2 separate regions of the Arachis hypogaea genome follow, and region 1 is linked to region 2. A link is a contact called in public Hi-C data. All regions are on one chromosome and are shown on one strand. The core of a region is the stretch at or near the end of the contact, and the rest is flanking DNA. Distances in the headings are between cores, read along the strand shown. Region 1 has its middle 13 kb from the start of LOC112744493. Region 2 has its middle 15 kb from the start of LOC140178771.

Evidence for each region. Hi-C and Micro-C count contacts between places; a contact is called where the count stands out from the background.
Region 1: a Hi-C map of an unstated tissue shows a contact between it and region 2, with 3 times the contacts expected there. The contact joins two enhancer-like sites. A contact is called at or near these places in 4 of 8 Hi-C or Micro-C datasets (leaf and an unstated tissue).

The regions. Positions count from the first base shown.
Region 1 is chr14:137,467,017-137,472,646 of arahy.Tifrunner.gnm2.J5K5, forward strand. No RefSeq gene overlaps it. Among protein-coding and RNA genes, the nearest start is that of LOC112744493, 13 kb to the right of the region's middle. Within about 2 kb of position 2,020, at least 3 of the 3 cell types and tissues checked have open chromatin away from gene starts, as enhancers often do.
Region 2 is chr14:137,429,548-137,435,125 of arahy.Tifrunner.gnm2.J5K5, forward strand. No RefSeq gene overlaps it. Among protein-coding and RNA genes, the nearest start is that of LOC140178771, 15 kb to the left of the region's middle. Within about 2 kb of position 2,639, at least 2 of the 3 cell types and tissues checked have open chromatin away from gene starts, as enhancers often do.

The DNA.
Region 1 (5,630 bases), core at 770-3,269, 37 kb after region 2:
AAATTTTGAGTAATTCGAACCAACTAGGTTCGAATTACTTGGGGAAGCGTTCAAGGGTGTAATTCGAACAAGTCTAGTTCGAATTATGCTCATTGGTAGTTCGAACCATCTATGTTCGAATTATGTTCATCACGTGTTCTTTCATAATTCGAATTTGGTTGGTTCGATTTATGTGTTAACATAATTCGAATCCAGCTAGTTCGAATTACATAGTAATGTGCTTTAGCTGATTCGTGAAGCGATTTTCAGTTTGGCTGCATGTAATTTCTCTCCTGCTTTGGCTTATTTCTGTTTTATATAAGGAGTTAACTTTTGATTAATTAATATTAATTATTTTTTTATTATAATATTATTTTTTAAACTCTTATGTTTTTGAAGAATTTAAGATTTAAAATTTAGAGTTCAATATTTGAGATAAAAGAGTATATAATATAAAAAATTAGTTGGTATTCATTTTTTAAAAATTAACTTCTTAATTGAACTATGATATATGTGTGGAATCTATTATTGTGTAACATTTAATTATAAAAAATTTCCAACCAAAATAAAGAATGACAAGAGTATTTCATTATGAAATAGGAATAATTAAGGGGACTTGAGTGAAATTTGTGCTTGATTAATTAAATCCATATATTAAAAACAAACATAATGAAGTATGAAGTAACCCTAATTAATAAGTATGGGATTGGTGGCCCTATGATGTCAATTCAAAGTTGTAACATACACAATAAACCATCCTTATTAATAATATGCCCTCTGACATTTCTACCTAATAGTCCCTTTCATACTGAGCAAGTTTCAGAAAGTTGGAGTTAAAACCAGCTCAATATGAAAATTGTGCTTCACATATTACAGCTATATTAGTGATGAGATGAACAAACCATTATTTATTTATTTATTTAACAAACAAGTGCTCCTTTTGACTGGCCCTACATGCCTCTTTTGGCCACTGCATCCGTTTGTGAAAACAAATACCACAGTTTCAAATTTCAATCTCTAGAGAAAGGTTTTCATTTTTCAATCAATTTAATCAAAATTGATTAATAACATATAATATACATAATAATTATAATAAATAAATAATGTAATGTCAATTCCACAACTGGCAATTTTGTTCTCTTGTTTCCCATCATTAATACAAAGGTTACTCATTAGGAGATGCTATATATATGTTATATATGCATTAGCAATATTTTGATTGTTATGTCTTAACCACCTGAATTATTTGATCAAGTAGAACACATGCACCACCTTCTAATAATCAATGCATTGATAACTCATCATACCTTTCTTGGGATCCTCTAATTTCAGCACTAAGTCTATGTATGCACTTTCAATATATAATAGAAAAATTACCTTATACAAGTACAGTATATAAATGTAGATTTTATTTAATGAAGGTTGCTAGTTTTAATTTCTAAAATCAAGGTTATTGAAATTAGCTAGCATTTGGTTCCCATCAACAGCATAAAGTAAAAATTCCAAACTAGTGTGTTTGTGTTTTTGATGAAGAATGCTTTAATATTTTGGTCCAAGTCCAACTCCTAGGATAAGGCATAGTGTCCAGAACTGGAAAAATTGCTTGAATTGGTTACATATTAAATTCAGAATGGTATGTTTCTCCATATTCATCATGAGTCAGAGTCATCAATGGAGATTGATGGAAAATGAAAAAGCACACAATTAGATTCTATATATTTGTTTTTCATCAATAATACTCTTTATATACACCAAGCACTTTTGATATATATATTTGTATGAAAATACAGTTATTATTAAATAATTATGTATTTAAATTATTTTTTTAATTAATTAAACAAAAAATATATGTTGTTAAAAAAATACTGATATCAAAATGGTGTTTACATAAAGGATACATGTGTAGTGAGTTTTTTTTTTATTATTTCAATTTTTGTCATGAAAATGAGTTACACATTGATCACTGCTGGGCCCCAACCCAACTACAATGGGTGAAACTGAGCAAAACGTGTACAATATGCATGGTAGTTGGCCCAATTAAGCCCAAAATGAAACAACACAGTGTATAGGTGGCCCATTATTCATTAGGTAAAGTGCTGAAAACGCCCAGTTCAATGACCAGCCTTTTTATGTTTCTTTTCTCTGACCAAGTTGGGTTGGTCTATGGTCTAGTAGTTAGTTCACAAATCCGCTTAATCAAGTGTGAGAGGTTCGAATCTCGTTTTGTACATACAGTAATTCATTAGCCGGCACAAACCCTTAAATGGAGCTCAAATCTACGACGAATTAATTCTTAACCTACCAAATTGGGGGATACCGTGAGAAAAAAAATTTCTTTTCCCTTAAAACCGAATTTTCAGAGTTCAAACATCATTGGCAGTATGGGTGAATTTGTGATATTATAATGTCTAAAGTTAAAAGTTGTCTAATCTATCTGAAAAAATAATCTATTAAAAAATAATATGCGACTTAAAATTGTGAGATAGGTCTCCTGGTGAGAACTTTTTGGTTTGAACACAAGATATTACCTTTTATTTTTTTCAGGTCCGTACACTTATGAAGTCCTAGATTCTTTATAACAATTTATAAAATAGACTCAATGATTAAGATAAATGAAACTATATATGCATTATATAAAGTGAGAGCCTGCTTTTAATTTCATTGATGTACCCCACTACAATCTTAGATCCATTTTATTTTTAGTTGATGACCATAGAAGCCCTACCTTACCTCGGTTAGTTTTTTATCTGTAATCCCCGTTTGTATACAAAAGAAAAAAATTAGTGTATCATTTTCATATACAAACCAAATGAAAAAAAGTGTTGACGAAGACACTATCAAGTCCCGGTCCACTGGGCTTCTCACCTTCCAACATGATGGGCTTTTTTTTTTCAAAGTATCATTGTATATTATAGGAGCTATTAATCAAGCCCATAAACGAAAGTCCAATAATGGTGTCTTTTTAAGGAGTGCATGAGGTTTAGTTGGCAAGTGAACCAAAAAAAGGTTTAATTAATTTATGGAAGACTTGTTTAGTAGTTATCACGGGGAATTGATCCTCTCATTTTTTTTTTAATAATTGAGAGAGTAAAGTGTGATCTCTCACCATTAGTTTTATAAGTGAGATCAAGAATAAATATGCGAAAGAGAATAATGAAGGGTTAAAGATTACACTTTATATTCTCAAATTTTTTTTAACAAGTAATTTTTACTGATGTGACGTTACTTAATTAAATATACGTGTAAAATTATTTTATACGTACAGTGCATCAAAATTAAATTTGATATTTTTTTTGCCAAAGATAGAAAATTCGAACTCGCAACCTCTTAATTGAATATGGAGAGATTATGCCATTTGAGTTATAACTCATTGCCAATTAAATTAAATGTGATATTTGCATAGACAAAAATTAAGTATACGCATGATCCAGCAGTAGAAATGAAATATTAATACGTTAAAGTTAGGACCATATCAAAATTGGAAAGTGCCAAAATAGGTATCGACATAATACACGAGAAACTTGATGTACAAAAATAAACGAAGGAGGAGAACACAAACTACATCACATATCAAGTAATTTTTTAATGAGGAAACCTTGTGGAGGTTGAAAACCTTTGCCAACATGGGGTGTGCAATTACTTTGCATGTTGAACTATGATGATAATGATTTTCCCGTGAATAAAATAAATAAACGAATAATCATTACTTTTAGATCGGAAATTTAGGAAAAGATATGAATCATTGTGATTGAAAAGGAAACAGAGTTGCCCATGTGAGATATGAGGCAAGCCCACATGATGCACCATGAATAATGCAATTGGATTGCAGCTAAGCTTCTTTGCACTTTGGTACACTTTTAGTACTTTCCTTTCCCTCTCTAGTTAGTGCAATATGCATTTATCAATCAATTTCTCACTTAAAACAATCCCTTCAACAATTCATTGCTCTACTACCAACTTTACTTATTGCATATTTTAAATGTTACCTATAAATAGTTCATGTCTACAATATTAACTCTACATGTGATATAGTACATTAGTCCACAACTTGAGTCCCTTTTTTTCTTTTCTATATATCTATACAGTAAATTCTGCTACTATTATAGGTGTTTAACTACTTCTATTTGAAAATGTAACGATTAACCTAACAATTATTATAGAATAAGTATAGAGCATCACTTTTTAATTTTTAATTATAAAATTATTCGTTTAATCGATATTTTTTGAAAGATCTAGAATTAGAATTTAGGATTTAAAATTTATGATTTAAGATTTATTTAGAATTTAAAATTATAAAATGCCTAATATTGATTAAAAAAAAGTTGAGTCTTTAGTTGAATTAACTCATTTATATATATATAACAAATCATTTTTTTAATTTATGTTAGGGTTAGTAAGATTAGGTTAGTGTGATGAAGAAATCAAAGGGGATATATGAGGTTACAAGTTTTGGACTTAATTATTAAGGATCTACTGAACAAAAAATTTCATCTTATTCTTTAGACTTTGTTTGATTGGAAGGGGAAAAAAAAAAAAGTAAGAAGAAAAAAATAAAAAAAATAAATTGAATAAATTTTTATTTTTTTTAAATATGTTTGATCGAAAGAAAAATAAAAAAAATATTATAAAAAAATAATTTTACTATCGTATTATAATATATATATATATATATATTGAAAAAAGAATAGAGACAATATTAAAATAAAATATATAATAAATTTTGTATTACTTTTTTATCTAATATTAGAGAAAAAAATGTGATAAATTCAATAAACTTTTTTATACTATTTAACTTTTTTTTCTTTCAATCAAATAATGAAAAATAATCATTTTCTATCAAATCATTTACGCCTTTTGAAAAAAAAAACAACTTATTTACACATATATGTATGAACCCAAAATGGTAGTTAGAATAAGTCCTTTCTTAAAAGCTGCATGAGCACCGCCATATAAACCTTCTTCCTCGTGTGAACTTACTATAATTCATGGATGCAAATAATGCATTACCCTGAATTGAAGAAGGGAGGAACCACCCTCTATCATTGTTTTTATTAGTGATTAGTATCTAGTTTTCATTTTCATGTGGGTTGCACATGTTGTCTGTTCTAATTATTGCTTCTATTATACCTATATACGGATCCATATCCCAATTGTTGGAGAAACTTGGAATTATTCATACATAAATATCAACTTGAACCATATTAATAATTGTTTTTTATATATATACAATAGGTTCCTTTTATCCAATGGCCCACAACTAGCTTAAGATGGAACATAAAAATGTGCATGACAGTTTAAAAGCAGGGTCAAATTATTTGTCACCATGCCTCATGTTGTGTAGACACAACTAAAGAGTTTATTTTTAATGTGTTTATTATTATTTGATCCAGAATTTCAGATCCCATCCAGCTAGAAATAGAGACAGTTGTTAGATATATTATGTGATGAATATAAGAGAATTCTTTAATTATTAATTTATTATTATTATTAGTTTCAAAAGAATCTTCTATTCCGGGATAGAAACTATAGAAATATTTTACTTAGATAATTTTAGCAAGCGAAATCGAGTTAAAGTTAAGGTTAATGATCTAATTAGTGATTGAATATATTTTAGCAGTTGAAAACTTGATTAAAGGGCAAGAAAAGCAATT
Region 2 (5,578 bases), core at 1,389-3,888:
CTGCCATCATTACAATGGCTTCATGCTTGAGCCTAGCTTCATCTACCTTCTTCTGATAGCTTGTGGCCCTTTTCTTTCAATTTCAATTCGGACCAAGCTAGTTGGTCATTCACCAAGTATCAGATTTGGGCTTGCACAATGAATTTTGGCCCAGCTATCATAACAATAATTCAGCCAATAAATTTAAATATATTTGCACAAGACTAAAAATTCACTTTTCATTGGGCTTGCTATTTTTCGGCCCAAGTTAAAATTTACACATAACAAAATTATTAATTAACAAATATTAATTGAAAGATTAAATTAATAATTTATAATTAATTATTTTAATAATGTATGATCATCGTCAATTTAATTTAAAATTTTTCAAACTTATCAAAGAGAACAACGATAACAGTGGATAAAATATCACATATATCTTAATCTAAAATATCAAGGTACGTGCGCGTTTATAAGGTTTATATTTTACATATTTTTTACTTAATTTATTTTTCACTGATTTAAAACTTTATCTCCATATGCTTGATATCTCAACAAATATCGTCATACTATATCATTTTAAGGTTTAATTATTTTGTTGATAGTTATAATTTTACCAATTTTACAATTAAGTTTTTATATTTTTTTTAATTTTATAATTAGATATTTTTTAATATAAAAAATATTAGAATTAATTGAATATTTTTTTACAAATTAAATATTTATAATTAAAAATTAAATTAATTTTTTTACTACATGTATTTAAAAAAAATATTCTATTAATTTTAATATTTTTGACGTAAACAAAAGTAGTTATAAAATTAAAAATAATATAAAAATTCAATTAAAAAAATATAAAAATTTAATTAAAAATTTAGTAAAATAATACAGACGAACAAAATAATTAAACATAATTTTAATTATTAGAATGCGCCACTTTAGTGTTTAAAAAGTAAAACCTTCTTAGATTTCTTTCTACCATATAATGTTTTGGAATATGCTGATGAATTAAACTACTAATAGACACAAATATAGTAGAAGGTGTAGTAACATTTTTATTTTTTACCCTATCTATTGAACATTCTTTTTTTTTTTTTTTTGTCATGACCATGGGCCAGAGAACTGACCCGGCCAGACAACCAGAACATGAAACACCCCCATGACCCGACCCCTTAGTGCCCGACCCTACCCCCTCTGCTGCCCGACCCCTTAGACATATATTACATTAGGCTGTTCTAAGGAAAAAAAATTATTCTGGGCTGGGTTGGTATCATTGGGTCAAAATTTTTTCTGTAACGGGTGGAATTATCAACATCTACTTAATCTGCACTGCTAAGTGAAATGCTTTAGTAATTGGGCTTCAATGTATTTTTCATAATTGGGCTTGGAAAATTTTTGTAGTATTAAAACTAAAGGAAAATTCAAATACCAAAAATAAAAAGAAAAACTCATTACCAAAAACGAAAGTAAGTACTTCCATACTTTTCCCAAATTAGGTGATAAAAAGTTTTGGATCAGACTAAAAAAACAAGAACCATTTTTGTGATGTATTATCGCATAATAAGCTTAATTATCGACACATTTAACACGTGAAATATATATATATATATATTGCATATTTTTATGAATTTATAGTACGGTGTTTGAATTAAACTCTAGATAATTAGTCACCAAAAAAAAAAAAAAACTCTAGATAATTAACTCATTCAATCATATTTAATTATTCTCATAGAACTATAAACTTGGGAAATACTTGCGTAATTCTATAGTATATTTAATGATTTAATGCATGTTCTAAAAAATTATTCTTATTCAAAAATTTTATTTATCTATTTAATTGATTAAATAGGCGATTATTCTATGTGTTAAAAGTGTTCAAAATAATTTTATTGTGCATTGTTTGGAGGATATTGTAACAATTGCCTCAAAATGACAAAAAAAAAAAAGTTAAATCAAATTCAAATCAAATCAGAAGTGAATATCCATAACTCCACTAACAAAAAGTTGGTTTGAGCAGTAAGCATCTTTAATTTATACAATTTAAGTAGTGTCTAGAGTTTAAAATCTTGTAAATACATCTTTTATAAATAATTTATATAATTCTATAGTCTAGAATTTATATCTTCAATTTTCTAAAAGTATAAGAGTAAATTACTCTTATACTTTTAGAAAATTGTAAAAAATATCTTCTACAATTTTACTAACATATGAAAATTAGAAGAAATATTTTTTAGGTATTAAAAAATTTTGTGCCACATTGAAAAATTCTTTGCTACTTAGTTTGCTCACAATGTGTATGCATATCAATCTGAGAACTTGTTTTACAATTAATCAATGGGATTTGGATTCTCTAAAGTGAAATTCAAACTTTAGAAGATCCAAATCCTATTGATTGATTGTAAAACGAAATTTTGAGATTGATATGTATACACATTGTGAACAAACTAAGTAGCAAAGAATCTTTCTATGGGATAAATCATAAATATTAGCATGTGAATAAGAACAGGAGCCATTATGGTTTTCCTTATTTGGCTAAGATAAAAAGTTTCTTTTTCCTCTGATTCACATGCCACTAAGTATATGTTCCTCCACCCTATTCAACTAGCCATTGTCTTTATTATGTGTTCACCCCACTATTCAAAACATAATTAAGCACCTTCAATTAAAATCTTGTCTGTCCTTTTTTGTCTGTTGGGCTAAACCCTAAACATATGACTACACCATACTATGTATCATGCATGTTCCAGATTTTAGTTGCAACTTAATTTAATTTGTTTTAATTAATTTATTGTGGATCTGTTGAGTGGCTGGGGGATTTGTTGTACCAATTCAATTTAATTTATTGTTTGTTACATAATCAACTACCTCTGTAAAATGCTAATATCCACAAGGTAGAGTAGTTGTGTTTAGGGTTAGTTTAGTCAATTTATAGCTAAAATATAGATTTATCTCTTAAAAATATTATAGTTTTAAATGAATTAACCGATTTTAGAAAATTTTTATTAAGTGAGACGATTTTATAATTTACATTTTGTTATTATTTTATATTTATATATATAATTTATTCTTTTAATTTTACGTAAAATATTAATTTTCTCAGCCTTGATCAAATTTCATAACATGTAGGGACGAATCTAAGGGAGGCAGGTATAGGCCTTGACTCCCCAATTTTTTTGAACAAAAATTAATAATTTTAAATATATAAAATTATTATATATTATATAATTTTACTTTTATTTAAAGATAGAATAAATAATTATCTTATATAAATAATTAAATTATTAAACTCAAAAATAAGTAATAATTCTTAAATTAAAGAATATATTATTATTAATCAATTTTTGATTAAACAAATTTTTAAATCTTTAAAATTTAAATTTTAAATTTTTAATTTTTTTAAATTTTCACACCTATTATCATATAAAAATATTTTAATATTTATAACTAAAAAAATCATTATATATATATTTATTATAGTACATACTTGAAAGTAAATTATTTAAAATTTATTTATTTTTCTTATGATATTAAATTATAACATATTAAGTGATTCATTAAAACGATTATATTTTATATATTTTATTCATGAATACATTTTAAATGCATATAATAAAATTATTAGAACTTATTTATATTATTTTATAGCATATTTTTTTATGATATGAAGTACAAAAATATAACTTACTTACACAATAATACTCAATAAAGTAAACTAATTAAAAAATAGATAATTTTTATATTTTATCGAATCTAAAATAAAAAAAAAATATAAGAACTAAGATAACTTTTTTTATATAACAAATACTTTTTAATATTTTTTAATAAAAAAATAATAATTATGATGATATATATTACTAAATATAGAATACTATATTTAATTATATAATATTTTAATTTTCGGTCCTCCACTATCAAATTTTTGGATCCGTCATGTGTAGTTAATAATAACGTATATGAGTTGATTCTCACTATTAAAAGGAGAGCCACTTTAACGAATAATCTTACAAATATTTTATGAATATATTTTTTTTTTAAATTAAGAGTAAGTCTTCTAGACGAGGAAGGACTATTCTAATTGAGTTATAGTCCGTTGATTATGAATACTATCTTAATTATTTAATAGATGTAAATCTTAGTCTCCCTAAAAGAAGTTAGATTCTTAATGTTTACATGGTTAAAATTTATATTTTTATATAAAATTAATAGCTAAATATTATTAGATGATATATAAAAATAGTTATATATAAATTTTTACCTATTTAAATTTTTGGTTTCATTGTACAATCTCTGCTTTAAATTAATTGTCATATTTTATTTTTGGTACATTAAAAAAAATTAATGTTACCGTTACCTTAAGAGAGAAAAGTGGGCTTTGTGAGCAGATGTAAGGCAAGCCCAATCTTAAAAAAAAATAGAAGTTTGTTTCACCATGGTTGTATCTGACAAAAGTATATTGTGTTGAGACCAAAAAAAATCTATGCAAAACCAAGAACTAATATTTTGAACAAAATAGAATTTTTGGTAGACATGAACTAAATAGAATAGTAGTTTTAAATAAAATATTAAAATAATATAAAAACCTTTAACCAAACTTGGATTAGTCCAATGATTCGAATCTTATCTTATTTTATGTAACGATTTATTGGCCTGTCAGATCCTTCAATAAAATCTGGATCTACAACAGATTAATTTTTAATTTATCAGATTAAAAAATATTATGAAAAAAAATATAAGAATTTTTTATTGTAGTGAGTGAGTTAAAATGAAGTACTTTTAATTTGATTAAGTGGTCACCAAAGATGTTCCTTTTCAAAAAATTAAAATTCCCATTTAGTTTAATAGATTTGCATGCATGTCTAGAGTTATCTTCTATTTATCTTCCCCTTTTTTTTTTAAGTAAAGGTCACCATAAAAAGTTGCATGTGTAAACAATATATTCTATATTGTGTATTATGAGCAGAAGAATAATAATTCCAATCCCTATCAGTAATATTTGCAAGTGTGGCCAGCATTTAGTAAAGAACAAAGAAGGCAGAGGTGAAAAAGAAGAGTTGATAAGAATATTATAAATTAATAAAGATGGAGAGATTGTTAGAGATAAGGCCTAAAAGAAAATATGTGTAATATAAATAAATAATGGACCACCATAATAGCTAGCAAGTGTACGTACACCCCTCATAATCTTTATGCTGTAAATAATTGTGTGGTCCATTATTTGGTCTGCAATAACTGGTCCTTTCGCATTTTGTTCCCCTGCTTATCTTTTTTTGTACAAAAGAAATTAAGGTTACAATGCATATATAAAGTAAATTTCTGTATCCTTTATTAATAATAATTCTGTGGATTCATAGCAGGGTAGCTTAGCTTGTAGAAAATTTTAAAGTACATTTGAGCATAATTTAGTGTAGACGAGTTGAAAATTTATATGCAACTTTTAAAAAGTATTAATTGGTTTGTGTTTTCAATTTTATTGTTTGTTTGAGCGTCATTATTTTGATAAAAAAAGATATTTTTTTCAATAAAAAAAAATTTTTTTTAGTGTGTTTGGCAAATTTCTAGTAATAAAAGTAAAAGCACTAAAAAAAAATCTTTTTTGAGA